Linked DNA regions of Danio rerio: regions 1 and 3 are each linked to region 2. A link is a contact called in public HiCAR-type and Micro-C data. All regions are on one chromosome and are shown on one strand. Each heading gives the region's core, a stretch centred on a gene start, on an enhancer-like site or on the middle of the called end of the contact. The rest is flanking DNA. Distances are from core to core; before and after follow the strand shown. Region 1 holds the start of si:ch211-196f2.6. Region 2 holds the start of zgc:77439. Region 3 holds the start of her8a (hairy-related 8a).

Region 1 (3,583 bases), core at 35-2,534, 130 kb before region 2:
AGTATTATTTATTATATCCATATTTATATTTGTTTATTAAAAACAAGCTTAGATTTGTCCACCTGTCAGGTTTAAGACCATATGGGGCACAGCATGTGTATTAGGATATAACTCAGTATTTTGACCACACTTCGTTATTATTGTTTATTTATTCGTTGGCTGGAAATTAGAACTGAATTTAGAAATAGTTTTGAAACATTATTCGCACTTAACAAACGAAATTAATTATTTATAGACTAATTGATGTCTGTGCGTACAAGGTTTCCCTATCCACAAGAGCGAAAGTGAAAGTAGATAATGAGAGGCCTTATCTCTCATTCTGGCGCTGCAGATGCTCTGTTTAACAGTTTTCTTGCTTGTGAAATGCTGTTTTTCCACTTACAAAGCCGTCAGGTAAATAGCAAATGCACTATGGCACGACGCAACTTTGGTTTTTATACCTTTTAAGAACTTTTAACATTAGTCCTTATATTAGCAAAAGTGGATTCTGACACGCCCTGAATGCATTTGCGCCCTGCGCTTTACACTTTGCGCGTGGATCGTCAAAATAGAGCCTTTCATGTAAACCCATTAAAATAGGTACAGTAAACATAAAGGAAACCCTTTTAAACCTGTTTTTTCACCAATTAACTTTTTCAAATAATAGTACTGATGAACATTTTGATGACATCTATGCAAATACTAAAGGATATTAAGATTCGAAAAGAACATCTGTGATTGGTGTGAATATAGCGGGGCGTACAATCGTACAGATGGATTCGAGTAGGAGTATAAAAGAACAAACTCAACTTAAGGTTAATGTGTGAATGTCTGATCGTCTCAGTTGTCACTTGTAGCAAAAATCGTGGCTACATGATATATTAAGTAGAGTTCATTTAAGGCAAAATTTCAATGTGAATAAGAGATGCCCTTAATAAAAGGTGACTCATTTGATATGACCATTTATGGTAGATGTTTCCATTTTTCTAAGCTATCCCTTGCAGTTTCCATTAAAATAATTCCATTTCCTTGAGACACCTCGAGTTACTACCTCTAATGTTTTAAGTGTTGTTTAAGCACATGATGTTTGAATTCATGTAGAAGAGAATAACTGGACTTTTGCACATATAAAAAAAAAAAAAAAAAATATATATATATATATATATATATATATATAATATTACTAACTGCTAAACTGTCTTGTAATAACTTTCTTTTGAGTGTTTTTTCTGGGTAAAAAAAAACACTCAGTGGAAACTCCCACATGTTCAAGTGCAGTAAGCATCATTTCCTTATACAACATCAAAGATGAGCTGAGCTGGCAGTCGAAGTTAAACTAAAGAAAGCATGAGGGAAGAAAGCAGATGGTTAGAATGACAGCCTGATGGTTAGAGGTTCAAAGAGGTAAAAAGAGAAGACAAACAAAGCAGAAAACAGACGGAAGACAAAGCCAGAGTTGGTGAAGCTCGACAACCATGAGCCGCAACTTTCTCTGTGCTTTTCTCACCCTCGCCTTCTTGGAATCAGGTAACTTCATTTTGTGTCAAATTGTTTAAGAAAATGTAATATTTGTACATTTTAAATGTACCTAAATCACCATAAAGGTTTTAGATGTAGTTTGAGCAGAGGATGCTGAAGTTGCTATGTCACCGGAAAAAGCTATAAATTGAAAATGGTAAATGAAGACATCATGCATTAAAATGTTTTAAACGAAAGCATATCCCTTCCGCATGCACCACTGAAATTATGATTACCGACACTTTCACTGACAATATTTTATATAGAAATTAATACATTTTTTATTATGGGATTCAATTTAAGGATTCTCTTAGCCAATTTATTTTGATCTGAACACGGATTTTGCATGGATTTTTGTTTTAATAAAAAAATAAGTACAAAAACAAGATGATTCAATGAATTTACTAAGATAAGTGTTTTATATGGACTAAATTTAACCAAACAAATTAAGTTGAACATTATGTATAAATTGTTTGCAACCGCACTGTAAAAATCGATTGTCTGAAAAAATGAGTAAATTAATTACCTTCAAATTATTAAGTAAACAAACTATGTGCATAATTACAAAAATGAGGTAACAGTTCTAAGTTACAACATAAATATGCACATTTTTAAAGTAAAATCAACTTGTCGTTTTTTAAGGGCATGGGTTTACTTACTTTTTTAAGTAATCGCTTTTTGAAGTACAGTTACCTTAAAAAATGTAAATCCACAGAATCTTTTTTTTTGTGTAATCACAGCTTGTAGAGGTTTCACAATGCGTCACCAGCTCTCCCAAATAAATGTTTTGTATATAAAGTCCGTCAAATATGCAATTAAACAAAAATGAAAAGTTAAACAAAGTAAAGAAACGGAAATAGCATTTTTTGTAACACACACATATTTAAAATCTTTGCTTAACTGACGCTATGTATAATTTAACACTTAACCATTTAAAATCTAAATTATTTTTTTACTTCAATTAATATTTACAGTGTATTAAATAACAATAAAGTAACGTTTTCCACAATTCAAACACCTTGAATGTAAACATAGTCTTGTCTGAAACTTTCTTCTACATTTATCAATATTTTTAGCATTCTGTCTCAGTGATCCTTGAAATCACTAAATTTTTTAAAATTGTGTGTATGTTTTTTTTTTACCAGGCAAATCAAACAGTGATGTGTCTATCAGTCACCGCTTTACCGGAGATAGCCAGAACATTACTTGCGTCCTCTTGGGGGACGAAAACATGACACAGATCAACTGGGAAATACTTCATGGCCCAAACCACACTAAACTGGGCACGTATCATCCTCATTTCGGCATACATATTATGCATAATTATAAGACTAAAGTGGAGATCAAGGGCAGACAATCTCCACGTCCGTCATCATCATCCCTTCTCATTAAAATAGCATCAAACGAGAGCGTGCAAATCTGTTGCGCGTTCATAACATTTCCCTCAGGTAAACTGGAGCAGTGTGTGGATATCAGTAAGAAAGATGCCAGTATCGACACATCTAAAAAAGGTAATGCTTCTACATTGCCATTCCAATGGGATGCGTGATTCTATTTTATAATAACATGCTGTTTTTTGCATAGAGTATACTTACATGCAATCAGAACGAAAGCTGGGATTATTTGGACTTTTGGGCGCAATGATTACCGGAACTATTCTTTGCCTTTTCATCCTGATCCTCCTGATCTACTTATGGAGAAAATGCAATTGTAGAAGGTAAAGTTATCACAATTGTTTATATGAAAAAATGAAGACTGGTATTTCACATTTCAGGCTAAAATAAAGCAACAAGTTTTATATTCAATGTGTCTTCTTCAATGCAATCTAAAAGAAATATTAATGACCTTGCAGGATAAAGTCTTTTGAAATACGAACATACATGACAGACTCGCCAGCTGAGGTAAGAAATTTAAACAGCTATAATGAAGTAATTGAAATAAATAATACATTTGAAATAATCTAGTGAATAATTGATGAGAGTTAAAGTTTCTGTCATTGAGAAGATGAGAGGGGTTAATAATTGATTGTTCTACTAAATAGTAATTCTAAACATGTCAATATTTGAAGGCTCATTCAGTCCCATTT
Region 2 (3,157 bases), core at 532-3,031:
CTGTCAAAACAGACGAAAAACACTTTGGTTAAACCAGTCTGGGTGGAGGCAGATCACAGTGATTTTAAATCCCGCATACTGTAGGATATGAAGCTGGTCTCTACAGCTGTCCTCGGACGACCACCAGCACCGGGATCCGTCAGTCTCTCAAAGCGGACGAGACTCAATACTCCGCTAATTTTATCGAGTGCGCGCTGGAATCTGTCCAGCTCACCGGCAGCTCAATCATGTTAACCCTTTGTGCTTTGATGGCACTTCTTTTTCATAGCAAAAAATAATAATAATAATAAATAAATTAATACTAATTTAAAACTTTTTTTTTTTTTGTACCTATTTAGAGAGAAATGTTGCATGTGAAGAATTTCTGGAAGACCCTAGGCTACATAGGAAGTCAGTTTTACATAGGAAGTCAGGTGATCTCTCGACATGAGACAAGCTTTCTTTTTTATCAAAAATATCTCAAAAGTCTAAAACTTGTGCTTGGGTTGCCACGTCCACGGCAATTTGGTTGCTTTTAAACTGTTGCCATATTTTCTTGAGATTCTCCCCCTTCTGGAATGATAACACTGCGCTAAATCATGAGTTTAGTGAAGGAGGTGAACTGCCTTTTACACATAAATTAAGCTGTTTGACTACTAGCATAAATCAGGGTACTGACTGTCACCGGTTATAGTCAATAGGTGTCAGTGTTTCACATGCTTTTACGCGTGCATATGGATCTGCATACAGTATTGTAATTTATTATGAATAATAAGGCAATATTCAAGGGAACTTTACTTTTTTTCAGTGAATGCCCACACCTAAGGCCAAACTGCTTCTGGATGTAGAACTACTTTAGCTGTGCATTTATCTGAACATAGCTTAAAATATTCATCAGCCAATTTACAAATACATCTGATCAACTTATGAGTGCCAAATGAATAATAATTATATCTACATGATAAAATATTAGAAAATAAAGCAACATGGGTTGTAACGGACAAGAGGCGAGGCCCGTCGTCAGTTATTATCCAGAAATCAGTCAGAAGTTGTTAAAGAGTTTTTACTTTGATATTTTGCTCAATTTGTCAAATAACTTCAATTCAGCATACACTGATACAAAAGTTTAAGATGTTCTAGTGGATTTTTAGATACTTGGATGAACAGTTATATTTTCCTTTAGTTTTGTTTTTGTGCAAACTTGGCAAGCCTTTAGTACTTCAACTCACAAACTAGCTTGCATGCAATTACCACCTTACTTTCCAATCTTTTTTTGTGGGAATGAGCACTTTTGTGAATGCTAGCATTCTTGTGGAGCTAATGGCTGCAATTTTTACTTCCTCAAAATAATAAATTATCGCTGCGAGCAGGGTTCGAACCTGCGCGGGGAGACCCCATTGGATTTCAAGTCCAACGCCTTAACCACTCGGCCATCGCAGCACCGGTTCATAAACAGGGAACTTCCTGTTTTGTTGTTGTTAAACTACACAAGGCGTACTAGCTGTTTACAAAACAGAACACAACATAATGGAACCGCGAACGGTCCGGTGTAAAATAGATGTAACATCAGTCAGCCTTTGCTAACCCAAATGCACACCGAATTCTGTGATAATGTTAAAATGATTTTGAAATAAACTATTTCCAAATCATTAAACAAGGTATTTTGTATTCAGAGACAATCGAGAATTAATCGTACCGTAAAATGAGGGTGAAAGAGGCAGCTTCTGTGGACCTCCAGAAAACAGACACTGGCCTACACTTTTAGCCGTTTTATCGAGCGCGTCACGTGACACCTTTGGTTGCCAAATGCCCTCCCCGAGTATAATTTTGGACTCAAAATTACGCACTGGGCAATTTTTAAATCAATAAGCCAGTTTGTTTCTATACTATTTTAAAATGAATAAATTATTTGCTACCCCTCAGTAAATGAACGGTTTCTTGTAAATAATTAAGATATCTGAAAGTAACAAGTTACGAGCTCGCGTCATGGAAACTTCGTGAATGCAGGGGTTTCGCACTGACCCCAGAGACATCTACCTTATTACAGCCCTTCTTATTGTTGTACTGGGAACTAGAAGACTCTTTTTGTTTTTTTTCCATATCATCACCATTTAAGTCTATAGCAAAACCTACAGATTTCTTCTTTATCGGCTCCTATAAGCTAAACTCAAATTTGATTCCCTTGTGTCTTTTTGTAACTTAAATCATAGAAGTTGTGCATATTTTGAGATCTGAATGTAACAAATTAACTTTAGCTGCAGATATACAGATACAGACGGACAAAGCCTAACTGTCAATTGTCATATACAACAATGCTTGTGCGAACACACATACACTCCATTAGGTACACCTGTTCAACTGTCAAATATATATATATATATATATATATATATATATATATATATATATATATATATATATATATATATATATATATATATATATATATATATATATATATGTATATATATAATATTTAACTGCTATTAAAATATATTATTAATTAAACCTCTCTTCATAAAATTTATTAAGGTAGCTAAATTTAATAGTTAGACCTGTAGAGAGGGGTTTGGGTGGTTTGAAAGAGTCGAAGTATTAATATGTTTGAATTTTTCTTATTAATCAAATGGCCAAATTCTGACTGAGGAATGTTGAATGTACTGGCCAGCGTATTGTCTGTAGGCTTCGGTCCTTCATTTAAAACAAGTTTTAACCTATTTCTAAAAAAAAAAATACAAAAATTTGTAATGACATATGATAATACATTTGTATCTTAAAAATAAGTATCTTTTGACATTTTTTATTCTAAATTTTCATTATTTATAAAATTGTAATATATAACTTACAGTTTAAATTCCCATGGGTCTGATAGTGTAATGTAAAATAATGTTTACTAACTGACAAAGAAAGAGTTTAATAAATACTTCTGTTTATTTTAGCCATAGTGCAGATGATCTCATATATCTGTATTATTAAAGGATGGAGCACAGGCTGTAGTTTTTCCGTTCCACCACATCCCAAAGGTGCTCTATTGGATTGAGCTCTGGTGACTGTGGAGGCCATTTGAGTACAGTGAACTCATTGTCATGTTCAAGAAACCAGCCTGAGATGATGCATGCTTTATGACATGGTGCGTTATCCTGCTGGAAGTCGCCATGTTTTGATCCATCAGCCGACA
Region 3 (3,190 bases), core at 223-2,722, 130 kb after region 2:
TCTGCGTTTCTTCTCTATCAATGGTTTCCGCAGCTAAAATGATAGAAAGCATGTGAACTATTCATAAGATATCCTCAAGGGATTCATTTGCTCCCAGGTTTGACTATACCAAGACTTACAATACACAAGCCAGTTCAGTAATGCATATATCTAAAGAGTGAAACAGTCGTTAGACATCCCAAATGAGGTCATATTCATGTCATTGTTTAACAACTAATGTAAAGTCTTGCCTGAAGCTTACTGCAGTTACTCTGACATTGTTAAAAACAAAGGTTTCTAGAACAGTTTCACATGCTGCTACAGTGAAAAGTTCCACAGTTATTTCTGTGGAAAAAAAAAAGATTTTAGTTATCTAAAGAAACTTCTGTAGAATGAAAAAGTTCTTTTGATGTAAAAAGTTGTTCATGAAACCATCGATGACAATAAGGAGTGCAGAGTTAAGTCAGTAGTAGTGGTGGTGGTGGTGTCATAGTTATTTAAAGGGATAGTTCACACAGAAATCACAATTCTGTCATAATTTATGTCATCATTAAATCATGCTCAAATTGTTCCAGACTTATAAAGACATACAGATATTTTAGGACTGTGGCTAACCCCACTGTTTCTGGTTTACTTCCACAATATAAAAAAAATCTTCGAAGTCATTTGGGACCAAAAAATGGTTACTTACAACCTTCAATATATGACAAAAAAAAATAATGCGATGACAAACTATGACATATTTAGCATTTTGGGAGGGCAAACTATCTTTTAAAATTATTAATTTAATCAATGCAGATCATTTAAAATGGATTAGTTGAGGTAACAAAACATGCTAGGCAAATTGTATTGTGCTGTTTTGTTGTATTGAGTTGTTTATGAAATATATCAAGTGATAAAGTTTCTCTATGAGCACTGATGGTTATGAACAAACTTTTACAGGGTTGTCTCTAAAATGTTGTTTGGAGTTTTAAAATGTATTTCACTTATTAATAGGATTCACACTAAGAAACTTTTAATAACTTTCACTAAAAGGTTCTTCAAGGAGCCCGAATTGCAACTGCAATTTGCTACTGCAAAAACTCTGTCGTAGAACCATAAGTTTGAAGAGTGTATTGATACTTCGGATATTTTACATTTCTAATTTAAACAGAAGATATTCACATTTCACACCGTCACAAGAATGAAAACTTGAACGTAAAAGCTAATTTAATAAATCGCCATGTGATGTTTATTTATGCTTTTATCATGGATACATAAAATAAAGTTGAATATTTCGCTAAAGTTCGCACAGTCATCATCAAACCGCACAAAATGCCGCAAATGTGACATTACCTTTCGCTCCTCTTTTGCGTTGAAATTCTTCTCCGGACCATTGCCCATGTTGGAGGCCGTCATTATTCTCCACCAGTATGAAACTAGTTCAGAAAGTTTCCCACGAGTGTGCACGTTTGGGTTGTGGTGGCGTGGTCTCGGTGGAAGCAGAAAGTACACAGGCTCACTTAACCTCGTTTAACATGTACCCATGCGCCCCCTCAAACCTCCACCCACCCAAATTACCATGACAATACACGGGTGCTTTCTGCAGCACAAATTCCCACAGTCTCGGGTTTGGCCTGTTAAATAGCGCAGATCCCACGTTCCACACATAGTGCTGGTGCACTGAGATGAGGCTCAGGGTTCAAAAGTTTCACTTCACTGGTGACTCGCTGTCACAAAATGTTACACGCATTTGATTCAGCTGACAAACATTTCTAGGAACATTTTCTTTCCTGTTAACCCTTAAACTGTAATATATATAAATATATATATATATATATATATATATATATATATATATATATATATATATATATATATATATATATATATATATATATAGGCCTATATATATATATATATATATATATATATATATATATATATATATATATATATATATATATATATATATATTATATGATAATATATGATAATATATGACGCACCTGTGGTACACTGCATGAAAAACATTAATTGAATTAACAGTTTTTAAGATAAGTGGTTGCAAACATTTTATAGTGGCTGAATTTTTACACAATTCCGTCATGTTTGTTTAAATTCAGCTCACATAAATTGTTTGCAACCACTTACCTTAAAAAAATTTAAGGTAAGGTAAATCCAATGATTTATTTAGTGACACAGAACAAAAAGTGGCCGTCACTTTAGACACATGAAAGTTAATCAATAAAATAAAATAGTTTATATTTCTTTTTAATATATTATTATATTCAGTGTTGGGAAAGTTCACAAAGTACTGCAATACAATATTGAGTTACTCCCCAAAAAGTAACTAGTTGCATTACTTTTTATGGTAAGTAATACACTTAATTTTACGTTACTTTTTATACCTGGCTAAGGCTGGACCTCTTACAGAACTTTTTTTTTCTTACTTTCTTTTTAAATAGAGGAGTGCAATAAACAACACACTGTATAACTTAAACCAATTTTAAAATATAATTTTATCCGAGAACTTCCTAACCTAGAGCTATATATATGCCATATATACATGATTGTTAAAAGTTTAAAGCAGTGTTTGCTATGTTGTACTACTCTGCAAAAAATATGCTCAATTATAATCAGACATGTGTTTTTATTTCATGGAACTTATTAAGTTAATATTGTTCTAACTTAATTTTAGAAGTTGAGCAAGCTGTTTTGAGTCAGTTTAGCATAAAGTACAAAATAATTTGATTCAACCTAAAAATTTAAGGCAACCAGGACTTTTTACAGTGTATTTAAGTAAAATTACTGTCCATTGAGATAATCCCATTTTCCTTTTTTTAATGCGTTCGAAATAAATAACACATCCTCCAATTGACTGCGTAATTCATTGTGACCAATTTTAGTTCAGTTATTTATTTAAAAGATAATTAAATAAACTAAAAAGTAACTCGAGTTACTATAGGTCTAGTTAATCGAGTTTTTTTTAAGTAATGCGTTACCTTACTCCTTACTTAGAAAAGTAATATTATGCCTTACCCCCAACAACACTGGCTATATTTCTGTAGACACCATTCAAATGATTATCTGCTTAATTCGGCCCTTAAGCTTAAAGAAAATATGGAATTAAATGTAGCCTATAAAAAAAGGAAACTGAAAACTTTTTAATAGCCATTAAATCCCAGGTGCAAACAAAAACAAGATATATCCCTACCCTCTACCCCAACAA

Evidence for each region. A called contact is a pair of places that touch in the nucleus more often than the background predicts. HiCAR-type assays count read pairs that join an accessible place to other places.
Region 1: a Micro-C map of caudal fin shows a contact between it and region 2, with 3 times the contacts expected there. The contact joins the promoter of si:ch211-196f2.6 here to the promoter of zgc:77439 in region 2. A contact is called at or near these places in 2 of 18 Hi-C or Micro-C datasets (caudal fin and an unstated tissue).
Region 3: a contact with region 2 is called in a HiCAR-type map of caudal fin, with 4 times the contacts expected there. The contact joins the promoter of her8a here to the promoter of zgc:77439 in region 2. A contact is called at or near these places in 1 of 18 Hi-C or Micro-C datasets (an unstated tissue) and 1 of 4 datasets of contacts at active chromatin or transcription factors (caudal fin).

What each region holds. Positions count from the first base shown.
Region 1 is chr7:26,197,514-26,201,096 of GRCz12tu, forward strand. si:ch211-196f2.6 reads left to right here and starts at 1,285. Exons shown (of 5, transcript NM_001386734.1): 1 at 1,285-1,506; 2 at 2,643-3,008; 3 at 3,082-3,214; 4 at 3,350-3,398. The coding sequence starts at 1,455. The region is part of intron 3 of LOC141375366 (a long non-coding RNA gene); the gene reads right to left.
Region 2 is chr7:26,329,807-26,332,963 of GRCz12tu, forward strand. zgc:77439 reads right to left here and starts at 1,782. Exons shown (of 8, transcript NM_001197289.1): 1 at 1,676-1,782. It overlaps trnas-uga (transfer RNA serine (anticodon UGA)), which reads right to left and starts at 1,419; the gene lies at 1,338-1,419.
Region 3 is chr7:26,462,384-26,465,573 of GRCz12tu, forward strand. It overlaps her8a (hairy-related 8a), which reads right to left and starts at 1,473. Exons shown (of 4, transcript NM_199624.3): 1 at 1,315-1,473; 2 at 1-33. The coding sequence starts at 1,377.